2 separate regions of the Sus scrofa genome follow, and region 2 is linked to region 1. Evidence: chromatin contacts called from public HiChIP or PLAC-seq data. All regions are on one chromosome and are shown on one strand. The core of a region is the stretch at or near the end of the contact, and the rest is flanking DNA. Distances in the headings are between cores, read along the strand shown.

Region 1 (6,344 bases), core at 1,024-3,523:
TAGGGCTCGAATTGGAGCTACAGGTCCTGGCCACAGCCACAGCCATGTGGGATCCAGACTGCATCTGCGACCTACACCACAGCTCACGGCAATGCTGGATGCTTAACGCACTGAGCAGGGCCAGGGATCCAACCCAAGTCCTCATGGATAATAGTTGGGTTTGTTACCACTGAGCCACAGTGGGAACTCCTTGAGAATCTTTTATTTGTAGCACTCTGGCCTGGTATATGTCAGACCCAGGAGTCTCTAATTTTGTTCTGCCTGGGCAGGAGAAAAGAGGTCTTCCTGGGAAGATTGCTTTGGCAGCTGTGTGCACAGTGGGTTGGAAGGAGAGCAGCAGGACCTGGTTTGACAGCTGTCTCGGTCATCTCAGCCTGGAGCATCCACAGTGAAGTTGGAAAGCAGGGGTGGGGAGATGTGGAAGACCTTCTGGGGACAAAACAGGCCAATCCGGGCCCCAGGTTAGGTTCAGAGAGTAAGGGAAAGACACGAATCTGTGGGACTCTGCACATCAGGCTTTGGTGTGGCTTTGAGAAATTCCTCTTCAGAATTCGGTGTTCTTGTCTCCTCTCTGGGGAACCTGGTAAACTAAGCTTTGGCCTAGCAGAGTTCAATTTTTTTTTTTTTTAATCCTTTCTGAGCTGATTTTCATAAATCCTATTATGAGAAATGAGAAGTAGCTGCAGAAGGCCCCTCTTTTTGTCCTCTCTTTGCTGCCCCCAGACCTCATGTCCTCCAGCATGAAGGGGTGAGTGGCTTGAACTTCCTAAGCAAGACATTCTTTGGGAGCCCCCTTGGTCTAAACCACCTCCTTGGAGTTCCCGCTGTGGCACAGTGGCTTAAGGATCCACATTGCTGTAGCTGTGGCATAGGTCACAGCTCTGGCTCAGAATCTGTCCCTGGCCCAGGAACTTCCATATGCTGCATGGGTGGCCAAAATGAAATAAAACAACTCCTTGGCTCACAGTTACATCTTGGGGATGAAGCATGAGGCAATGTTTAGAAGGCTGCCACCCAGGATACTCTGCCTGGGAGTGGTGGTGTCCCTTTGCTGCAAAAGAGACACCTGGGAGTTCAGTTGAGTGGGCGGAGTCCTGAAGTGCCCGGATGTCAACTTGCTCTTAATGGCCCAGAAAACCCAGTCCTGTATCTTGAAGGTGATTGATTGCTCACCTGTGTTTGTGAGGTGCCCAGTAGGGACACAGGTGTCACCACGGAAGGGTAGAGTACTTTTGACCAACCTGAAGTGGAATCTGAAGCCATCCCGTACTTGGTAAAGTCCTACTCAGTGAATACCAAAGAAGGTCCTGTCTTCTGAAGCTGGTCTTGTTGATACCCATTGGCTCTTTATTCACAAATTAGGCCACTTAGTGTCGACACAGGAAGGTAAGTCAAATGGGAAGGAGGTGCTGTGTTTGAAACAGCTCAGAACATAGACTCCTTTTCAAGGGTCCTGCTCCAGCCCAGCAAAAGCCTTCGCTTACGTGTCGAGTAAGCTAATTAGACTCATTGTGAATCATTCTGATTTATTCATCAGAGGAATCCACTGCTTTGCAGCGGAGTGGGGCTTCACTCTGCTCGTTCTGATTTCTGTGAATGTTTACGAGTCATAAAATAACTTTTTCATAATGTACACTTTAAAAAAAAATGAGTGTAATAATTTAGGTAAGGTTTTGTTCACTAGCAGGCCTACTTCAAAACTGTGCCCTTTGACCCTGAAAGTTCTGCTCATTTCAAAGAGCTCAATTTCCTTAAAAGGCAGGGAGTGTGTATATCTGAGAGCAGCTAATGAAGGGAGGCTGGCAGTCCTTCCAGAGGTGAGGATGCCTGTGTTCTACAGACTCACTTTCCTAACCCTGGGCTCACTAACCTGCTGGAATATACATGCAAACTTCATCTGTGTTCCTTTTTCCAGGAGCTGTGGTTTATTAGATTTTCAGAGGAGGGGATAGCCCCTTAAAAAGTGGGATTCTCTGCCAGATGTTTTCTGGAGTGCCATGGCCTCGCTGCAGATTGGGGAGATACTGAATCTTTACATACGTTCACCTCTTTTAAAAAAAGCAATTAGGGTCCCTGAGAGTGGGGTTCGTTACTTCCTCTCTGCTCTGCGTTATCTATCAGCCGACCCACGAGTGCATGATGCTCAGATACTGGTCAATGAAGATTAAACAGTGAGGCTTGGCTGGTGAACACAGGCAGTTTGGCTTCAAAGACTCCAAAAGTACCCAGAATATGCTCTCATTTCAACTCCCCTTGTTACTAAAGAGAAAAGGCTCTCTGATGGGGTGAAAGGGGAACATTCTTCTTCCTCTTTCTCTCCTGCCACCCCCTCTCCAGGTTAGCGGCAGGGTTTTTTTTTGTTTTTTTGTTTTTGCCTTTTCTAGAGCCACTCCTGTGGCATATGGAGCTTCCCAGGCTACACCACAGCTCATGGCAACGCCGGATCGTTAACCCACTGAGCAAGGGCCGGGATCGAACCTGCAACCTCATGGTTCCTAGTCAGATTCGTTAACCACTGCGCCATGACGGGAACTCCTAGAGGCAGGTTTTAAAGGAGGGGTGGGCACCCCTGGATGGTTTCTAGGGAGTTCAGAAGAAGCAGTGCCTCTTTAATTTGCCGCCTCCACATAAGCAAAGCTGTTGCTCTAAACTTACAGGGGAGAGTGCCCGCTTGTTTTAGGATTTTGATTTCCCAGCTCTGTTCATTTGCACATGTGGATAATGACACAGTGGTCTGGTCAGAGGATCAGGAGGATAACTCTGAGCTAAATGGCATGGTTTACCTTTTACCTTTGTTCCCGCCAAATAGAAAACGATATTAATAGCTAGGAGAGACAGTGCTTACCAGTTGCCAGGAAGTGTATCTAAGCTTTTTACATCTCATAAGCATTTTAACGCCCGCCCCTTCCCAACAAATAGCATGCTTTGAATAGGCCTTGTCCGTGAATGAAAAGGAAAGAAAGCTGTGGCATCAGTAGTTTCTCTCTCCCTGCAGGCTGGTCCGATGTTTGAGGTAACATCCCCCCCGCCCCCTACCACTGGCAGGTGACATTCTGGGCAGAAGGTGGAGGTGTGGCTGAATGCCTATGCTCTAGAGTGCAGGTGGCAAGGGGGTGTTCTGGCTCTTTCTAGTACTCTCAGGAGCTCGAGGCACTGGAAAGAACTTCTGGACCTTTCTGTGCTCCGCACGTGTCTGCCTCCCCGACCCCAGCACGTACATTCTAAATTGCGCACGCACTGGTTGCCTGACCTCTGCCTGTCTTTTCTCTAAATGTCCAGAAGTGGAATTACTCCTCCAGGGGAGGACTGACAGCACCTGGTTGCAAGTAGTACAGTCGCTGGTGATGGAAATAGAGTCAGTTAGGGTTTTTCTACCTTTCTCGAGCACCCACCTATGGAGTTGCAGGAACTGAGGAGGTTCTGTGGCAAAAAAAGGGAAAAAGGTCTTTATACTTGATTTGTTTCCCAGCTCACTGGGGGATAGGGGACAGGTGGTCTAAGGTGCAGTCAGAGCTCTGCTGGAGCCACACAGAGTGTTTGAGAAGCCTTGGGAGGGCCTGATTCAGCCTCTGTGAAATGGGCGGGTTCAGGGGACTGTGGCATTTGGATGAATGAATAAACTAATGGGAAATGCATGCTTTTATTGTAAACCTTGGGAATGTTTCAGCCTGGGCCCTTTATGTAAATAGGAAAGGCAGAAATGATTTCCCAAAGAAGAACATAAAAAGCCTTCCAAAAATGAAGAGAATGGAATCGACAGAACACCCGCCTGTATGTGATATATTACCTGCTACTTTGGAGAAGAAATTTAAGGATTTGATCCTGTTTGGAGCTTTTCAGTTCTTTCAGTTAATTTTAAAGAAATCCAGTGCTTTCATACAAAGGAATAAATATTGTGATTGTTAAAGTGCCCTGGATTAAACACACACACACTAGTGACTTGTGTGTGTGTGTATATGTCAGTGAATGCTACGCATAATTTTTAGCATTTCTCTCCTGCTGTGGGAATTGTATATCAGTGTGTGTTGAAGTCTAATTTCAGTAAGTGTCAGAATGTATCGGAGAGCAGCTAGCGCACTTACGAGGAAGAAGGCAGGAAGTAGGTGCAAGATATTTTTCAAGTTTGGTCAATGAGGTTATTAGATACAACCCATGAGAAAATGTGCATCATGGCCTGTGGGCTCCTAGAGGCTACAGGAGCCTCCAGGCTTCCCATGCTGTCGTCTGTCTTTACTGGCAGTTGTGACCTCAGATCACTGCTGGGTGTTTGTTTTTTGCCTTTTTTTTTTTTTTTTTTTTTTTTTAGGGCTGTACCTACGGCAGCTGGAAGTTCAGGGTTAGGGGTTGAATTGGAACTGCAGCTGCTGGCCATAGCCACAGCCATAGCAACATAGGATCCCAGCCATACCTGTGACCTATACCACACAGTTCCCGGCAACACCAGATCCTTAACCCACTGAGGGAGGCCAGGGATCGGACCCACATCCTCGTGGATACTAGTTGGGTTCTTAACCTGCTGAGCCACAGTAGAAATTCCAGATCACTGCTGTATTGATAGACATTCTTCTCTAGGAAAGTAACTATGGTTGACCCTTGAACAACACAGGGTTGAGCTGTGCAGAGCCATGCCCATGGGGATTTTTTCCAAAGTAAATACTGCAGGACCACACATCCAGACTGTTGGATCCGAGGATGGGAGGAATTAGATCTGCATGTAGAATGTTGGCTGTAAGTTATGTGCAGATACTCAACTGCCCCTAACACCCACCATGTTCAAGGTCCATTATTTTGTTTTTTTGTTTTTTTCTCTCCTTTTTTGGCTGAACCCGTGGCATAGTGTTATTCTCAGGCCAGGGATCAAATCTGAGCCACAGCTGTGACCTACACCGCAGCTGTGGCAACACTGGATCCTTAACCCATTATGCCACAGCAGGAATGCCAGGTCCACTGTCTTCAACACAAAGGTGTTGGCCTCGATTAGCTGCACTGCTGCCTAATCTCATGTGGGAAGGAGTTCCCTGGTGATTCGGGTTGAGCCCCTCAACTGTGGACACCCCGAGGGTAGGAGACATTGTATCTCAGCTCCCCGGATGGCCTAGGTGCCCTAGTGAACACTTGAGGGATGACTGTCCCCTTCCCTTCCAGCGCTGGGAACCTTTCCATGTAAGTTAGCCGCAGAGAAAAGAGAGGAAGTTGTCGTATTCTCCCTAAGAGCACCACAGGAAAATACCAGAAGTCCAGTGAAGTCGCATTCAGCTTTAAGTTCTTCAGCCCACCAGGTGCTCCCTTGAAGTTGCTTGGCCATCAGAATCTTTTGTTTTCCATAATCTTGTAACCTTTCCTTTATCAACACAGTCTCTGTGTTGTAATGATTTGAAAAAATACTGTAGGGCTATGTTCTTTGATCCAAGTGGATTTGGGTAGGATTTACCTGGGCGATGGCCTCAGACTGAAGCTCTCTGAAGAGCAGACTCTCTGTTAAGCTCTGGTGACATATTGCCATCACCCAAGCCCCATTTTCTCTCTTTCTGCCCCTCCTTATCAATGCTCAGTTTTCCCAGGCTTGTCTCTAAGTGTCAAGGTGGGATCCCACCTTTTAGCAGGAACTTCCTCATATTGCAAAACTGAAACTTGATACCCAGGATAAGGAACATAGAGCTTTTCTTGAAGGCCACTGGGAGCTATGGGAGGCTTATAAGCAGAGAAGTGATAGGAGACCTTCTTTTTGGAGGAATATGCCAGTGGCCGTGTGATTCTAGAATATTGCTCTGAATGCCGATGATGTATTAATTTACTTATTCCTTGCTCAACAAATACTTGCTTCACAGACAAGCATGGAGTAGGCCTTCTATCAGGGAACAGAGAAGAGCAGACACTATTTGGGGAGTTGGGGGTACAGGTTCCTTTGAGCTTTGTGTTCATTTGCTTGATTTATTACTGAGTATCTATGGATACCAATTCCCCCAGCTGTGCCCTAAGATGAGGTTTCCATCATCCATGTGGTGGAGAATTAGTTGAAACTTGAATACTTGCCATTGTGTGAGGCAGAAATATATATTCTGTGGAAGGGTGTTGACATCTTGTCATATACCATGAGCTGTTTAATCTGGAAGTATTTGTTCAACTGTCAGCTGGTGTGAAGGCTGATATTCAGTTAACTTGGAAAACGAAAAAAACAGAATCCTGGAAAAGACAATCTACTTCCGGATTTCAGGGTTCTGCTCTGGGTCTGTTTTTGTGCAAATGATTTGTGTTCAGTTGTATTTTTTTTTTTTTCCCCCTCTCACAGCTCTCATATGGTATTATCATGACTTGTTTGGAAGACAGTTAACCTGTGTTAAAGA
Region 2 (6,344 bases), core at 1,578-4,077, 160 kb after region 1:
AAAATAGTTTGTGATTGAAAGGGAATATGGGGATGAACTGCAGTCCTTATACTCCATGAATTCAATAGAGAAAAGGGTATGGTTAGGAGTCAGCTGGGGACACCCTTGAAAGTTTGAGTGTGAAGGCAGAAAGTTTCCCTTCAATTATAGCAAGATTTCTCCTGCAGCTGAATCCGTAATAGAAATGTCTGGCAGATCTTCTTGGTACAGTGAATCAGGTATGATCTCGTAGCCAGATGGGGTAAATGTTCCCCTCTGGTCACCAGGATAGAATTTTGAAGAAATTCTCCCTCACCAATAGGGCCTACAGTACAGGGACCACTTTAGAGGACTTAACTTGGGTTCCATTGCTTTATGGGAGTCAAAACCAATGTGAAATGTATTCTCGCTACTCTTCTGTTTTACTTTCCCTGTAAGACAGAGAATGTTGCCACAGCCCTTTTTGTAGCTATTTTTCTCTCCCTTATGCTCGCACTCAATTACATAATACTTCCTGGTGTACCATGGCTTTTGCAGTGTTTTGTCCAATTTTAGTTGTCACTTTCATTGATGATTCATAAATCCCCTTCCAAAGATGAAACAAGGAGTCTGATGGGAAACCAACAAGACATTACAGTGACAAACTAGCAGAATAGAGAGAAGGATAAAAGACGAACGAGCTCGAAATTTAATAAGACTGCTAAAATAGGGGCATTAATAGTCACCCAAGACAGCACAGTAGCTGGTCTTGTCCCAGCTGGCCTCTGGGGAAGGAGGAGTGGAATGATGAGGCCTGGGTGAGAGAGGGCTTCCAGCCCTGCACAGGCTGAGGTTCTGGGAGCCATTCAGCAAGCCATTCTGGGAGAGCAGCCTTGTAGGGCCTGCTAGGGAAGAGTTGGCCAAGTAGGGTCTTGTCACCACTTGAGGTTGATTAGAGCTCCCCCAGCCGGTAGCTGGGAGTAAAATCGCATTGCCAGGCAAAGACGGGCTCAGATCTTAAGTAGAGCCAAATTTTTTTCTGAATCAGAACTTTTTCATAATACAGTACGTCCTGTGTATCTGGTTATTCTAAAAATATTTATAGGCCAATCTCTTGCTCTTTTGAATTCCTTGCTATAGAGGCATTTTCTCAAGTACCTGTAGCCAAGTCGCTACTCCTAAGAGTCTTTGCCAAGGACTAGAACTTCTTAGCGTAAGCTTGTTTGTTTTTGCAAGTATCTTATGGCATTCAGTGAAGCAAAGCAGAATTGGGCTATGTGCCTACTGTTAGTTAGGAACTTGGACTTGGTTTGTTATTGGTGGATGCTGACATTGCTATGCACACAGGGCAATTAGAGAATAACAGAGAGGTATTAATTGTGTTGTTTTCATAGCTTTGCACTAGGATGAGGGCGTACTTGAGGCATTGTGACCCCCTGAAAACTCAAGTGTTTTAGCTATAAGTGAGATTAAAACAACAACAACAGCAACAACAACAACAAGCCAATGAATAGTACTGTCAGGCCCTTTCTTGTTAGATTTTGGAAGTAACTAAAGGTAGAAAAATTATTTTGTTGAACTGAAGAGTGTGTAGCCTGAGACCACTATCTTGTGGTTAAAATTCAAATTAGTGGCTCCTTGAATACTTGCAAAGGTGATTAGCATTTTGATAGGGTGACTGTAATTCAGGTGGTTTTTCGATCTCAGCAGTTAAAATTAATTAGCACTGTTTCAAAATTGTACAATAAAAATGGAGCTAATCAGGAAAATGAAGTCATGTGTGACAAAAAAGGGGTTGGGTAGCCAAGGCTCCATTTGGCCTTTTTTAAACTTACACATAATTTAAAATAGTTTTTGGATTTTTGCTCTCAGGGAAGATAATGGAATGACAGAAAATTCTGCATGTCCTCTTGGGAAGAGGAGAAAATGATCCTGGAGGAATTGGGGCAATTTTCTTCTATAAATTAACCTGCACGGTGTGCTCGCATGTGTGTGTGTGCATGTGTGTTTCTGGATCCTAATATATTTGCTTTTTGTTTTTTATTTCAAGTCCATGTACAGTTTTTTGGCTCAGCCAAATGCCATTGCTCATCTGGATTTATCCAATACAGAATGTTCCCTGGACATGGTAACATATGTATTTTTATACATTGTTATGAGTGGGGGGTTGTGTCTCAGAACAGCTACTTAGCTGGGAAAGAATGGGCTTGCTCCCCAATAAAATATTCTCTTAGTTCTAGAAATATTTGAAAATGAGAGTGCTTCGTTTCTTTCTCAGGTCTGTGGAGCTCTTCTTCGTGGCTGCCTTCAATATTTAGCTGTGCTCAATCTCTCCAGAACAGTCTTTTCTCATCGGTATGGATTCATTCCTGCATTATCATTATCATCTAGGAGGGTCTTTCTCTCAGGGAAAGTGATAGTGAGATGAAAATGGTGATAAAGGGTGCTCATTGTGCATGAGAGAAGGAGATGGTCTTAGACCGTGATCTATGAATATTAGACCTTGAAGGTTCAAGTTTTTTATGCTTCTTTTCACCCCGGGTCTGTCTTCCATCAATAACTCCAGCCTGCCTATATGAACTAGATAATAAAGTACTATTTCTCATAGGTGGACAGGCCTTCTCTCTTAATATAGAAAGAGACTGTATGACTTACTATAACTTTCAGAAACTTCTGTAGGTGTGTCTCAGTAATGCACTTTGACGGTAAGTATCAGCCATCAGGGAAATAAAGAGAATAGTCATTCCAAAGCGCAGACACTTTAATTTGCAGAAGTGGAAGGTCAGCCTAAGTACCTTACTTGTCCCTTCCTGACTTAGAGTTGATTGCACAAGCAGGCGGTAGATTACAAGCAACAAGTATTCACACCCAGCAGCAACTGAGCACGCGAGAATGTGGAAGTATGTGGGTTATATGAGTAAGGCATTCGGGGGCCATAGTCATACAACTCAACACTTAATGCTCATAATCATTACCACAGGTCACAAGTCATATTTTACTCATTACATGCGTCTCTAAAAACAAGGAGAATTGCTTCATCTTAGGAATATCACTTTTTTTTTTTTTTTAAACTGGTTTGCATTTTAAAAGCTTTACGTTTTCAAAGGAAAAGCAGTCACTTTCTTGGAAAATTCAGAACTCGGCATGCTTTATTCTACAATTATGCCTCAAATGAGTTATTCTGTATTTGAACGTACTCTTGGTCTTTTACGTCAACAGAGACGTAAATCTTCACCATAATGAACATACGCCACAAATACCTCAATAGGATAAGATCAGAGAGTGTAAAGTGAAGGCGATAAAATGGTGAGAGAAGCTGAGTTTTCTAAGATCTAGGATAGAACACAATGAATTTCTTGACTGCAAAGAATAGGGATCAAATGATTTAAAGACAATGAGGTTTCTTAACCGCTTACCCATTTTTCAGAGTACATTGAATTAATTTTTGTAATGATCAGACATTTTGTTTCTTTTTAACCTTTAAATTTCTACTGAAGCTACAATCCATTCATGGGGTATTTCACAATATCTGAATTACCAGTGAGTAACTTTGCTAGTTTGGAAGTGTGGTGCTGAGCTGAGTTTAACTGCCAATGTGACTCGCATGTTTTATTTTTCAGGAAAGGAAAAGAAGTCCCCCCATCTTTCAAGCAGTTTTTCAGCAGTTCTCTGGCTCTGATGCAAATCAACCTTTCAGGCACAAAACTGTCTCCTGAGCCCTTAAAGTGAGTGGTTAATTCATTTTCTCTAGAGCTTTTAAAGTTCAATTTGTTATTATGAATGTGCTCGAGGGAGGGGGAAAAAGACATACAATCCTAAGACAGACAAGGAAGATGAAAATGCCTTTTTACTTTGGGTCACAAAGGAAATCAAATTCTTTTTTTTTTTAAAGCTGTTATTTATTTATTTGCTTTTGAGTGCCACACCCAGGGCATATGGAGTTTCCCAGGCTAGGGCGTCAAATCGGAACTACAGCTACTGGCCACAGCCACAGCAACGCAGGATCCGAGCGGTGTCTGCAACCTACACCACAGCTCATGGCAGCACCGGATCCTTAACCCACTGAGCGAGGCCAGGGACTGAACCCGCAACCTCATGGTTCCTAGTTGGATTTGTTTTCATTGCGCCAAGACGGGAACTCCCGAAATCAGATTCTTTTTGAGTACACTGTGCACTCTTGATATTATTGCATCTTCCATGAAAAAAAAAAAAAAAATCCTCCTTTGGTTTGTGACCTTGGCAGTAGTCACTGATCTAGAAAAGTTGTGCTTCCGGGTACATTGCTTTCATATTCACCTCTGTTCAGTCCATTTTCAGTATATCCTTGTGTGTGTGTTTTAAAATATTTCCACTAACAGTAATAATCAAACTCTGCACATCCATGTGCAACAGAACCAATTTTTAGGTGCTTTGGTTTCTGAATTCCCTAGATCTCTATCTGTTTAGTATTCTTACTTGGCAGCCAATCTAGGTTATGGGTTAATATCCCCAGTGTAAGGGTAGTGGTAAAGTTGAATTTTTTGGAATAATGTATTATCCTTGAATTTCTGTTCACGATTGCCAGAAATAACCAAAAGGGCTATGGAATCAAAGTCTCTTTGAGTCAAAAGACCATATTGACAAGTAGTTATGACTATCTACATTGTCAGATTTGTTGAAATGTACACACAGATTCCTCCTTTACACAGCTGACATGTAAATCAGCATTTAATTTTTCCCGCATAATTTGTATGAAATGTTAAAATCTATGCCTGCTATTCGTTTTACTAGAAAATTGTCTAATTTGTAAATTGGCTTTTCTTTTTTCTTTCTGAGAGGTGTGAAATTCTTGATTGCAGTATTTTGCAAAGTACATTATAACTAAAACAATGGATGCCTTTAAGAACATTGTTAAGATCCAGTTAAGTGCTTAATAATAAAAAATTCCTGAGATTATAGCAGGGCTTTTTTTTTTTTTTTTTTTTTGCTTTTTAGGGCCACATCTGTAGCATATGGAAGTTTCCAGGCTAGGGGGTCAGATCAGAGCTACAGCTGCAACTACTGGCCTACACCACAGCCACAGCAATGCAGCATCTGAGCTGTGTCTACAAACCTACACCACAGCTCATAGCAACACTGGATCCTTAACCCACTGAGTGAGGCCAGGGATCGAACCTGCATCCTCATGGATCCTAATCAGGTTCACTAACTGCTGAGCCATGAAGCGAACTCCCTAACAGCCCTTTAAAAAAAAAAAAAGAAAAGAAAATGAATCTATATGTTAGAGATCTCTAAATATAACAGCTGCAAATAGTAAAAACATCATGATTCGGATATTTATATGGATCTTAATAAATCTATCAGAATCAATATTCTAAAGGGGATCCTACATTATAATTTAACCTCACTCATTCATTCAACTGATATTTATTGAGCAGTTACAATGGACTAGATACCAGGAGGACACTGGGTAGAAGACAAAACTATTTGAATTTATATAGCATATCAGCAGGAGATTAGCATATTTAAAGTAGTTTTAGTGATAGGTACAGACTGTTCTAATTCTTTCAAATGGTATTGATTCCTATAAAACAGAGAGTAGTTCTTCATTGATTTGTGCTATTGATTTTATAGAATAATCCTTACTACAACAACGCTGAATTTACTGTACTTTATTATAGATATAGACTTGTAAATATTTATACTTAAAAGTTATTTGGTCACAGTTTCCATGTGGCTCAGCAGATTAAGAACCCAACATAGTATCTGTGAGGATGCGGGTTCGATACCTGACCTCACTCAGTGTGTTAAGTATCCAGCGTTGCCACAAGCTGCAGCCTAGGTCACAGATGCAACTTGGATCTGGAGCTACAGCTCCAATTCGACTCCTAGCTCAGGAACTTCCATATGCCACAGGTGCAGCCATAAAAAGAAAAAAAAAAGTTATTTTGTCAATGTTAAATCTTGTGACCTGTTGTTATTTATGTGAATGTTTAATAATAAATCAGTATAGGCAGACCTCAGAGATACTACAGGTTTGGTTCTGGACCGTAGCAATAAAGAGAATATCACAATAAAGCCAGTCACCTGAATTTTTTGGTTTCCTGGTACATATAACAATTATGCTTACCCTATGCTGTAGTTTATTAGGTGTACTATAGTATTATGTCCAAAAATGTATATATCTTAAATAAAAAACACTTTGTTGCTACAAAATGAAAACCACCATCTGAGCCTTCAGAAGCCTTCAGTAACCTTATGCTGGTGGTGGGTTTGAAATACTGTAAGAATGATCAAACTGTGACACAGAGACATGAAGTGAGCAAATGCTTTTGGGAAAAATGGCACCAATAGCCTTGCTTGACCCAGAGTTGCCACCAAACCTCAATTTGCAAAAAAACACAGAT

The links. HiChIP or PLAC-seq counts read pairs in DNA pulled down with a chosen protein or histone mark.
Region 2: a contact with region 1 is called in an H3K27ac HiChIP or PLAC-seq map of alveolar macrophages. The contact joins two enhancer-like sites. A contact is called at or near these places in 2 of 47 Hi-C or Micro-C datasets (embryonic fibroblasts and epiblast stem cells) and 1 of 2 datasets of contacts at active chromatin or transcription factors (alveolar macrophages).

The regions. Positions count from the first base shown.
Region 1 is chr7:20,072,143-20,078,486 of Sscrofa11.1, forward strand. All of the region lies in intron 2 of CARMIL1 (F-actin-uncapping protein LRRC16A), which reads left to right. Among named protein-coding and RNA genes, the nearest start is that of CARMIL1, 39 kb to the left of the region's middle. Within about 2 kb of position 2,274, at least 4 of the 83 cell types and tissues checked have an H3K27ac peak or open chromatin away from gene starts, as enhancers often do. A contact at or near this core is called in alveolar macrophages, where this site is marked.
Region 2 is chr7:20,228,269-20,234,612 of Sscrofa11.1, forward strand. It overlaps CARMIL1 (F-actin-uncapping protein LRRC16A), which reads left to right. Exons shown (of 37, transcript XM_013977486.2): 14 at 2,009-2,086; 15 at 2,237-2,313; 16 at 3,579-3,683. Among named protein-coding and RNA genes, the nearest start is that of SCGN, 160 kb to the right of the region's middle. Within about 2 kb of position 2,828, at least 3 of the 83 cell types and tissues checked have an H3K27ac peak or open chromatin away from gene starts, as enhancers often do. A contact at or near this core is called in alveolar macrophages, where this site is marked.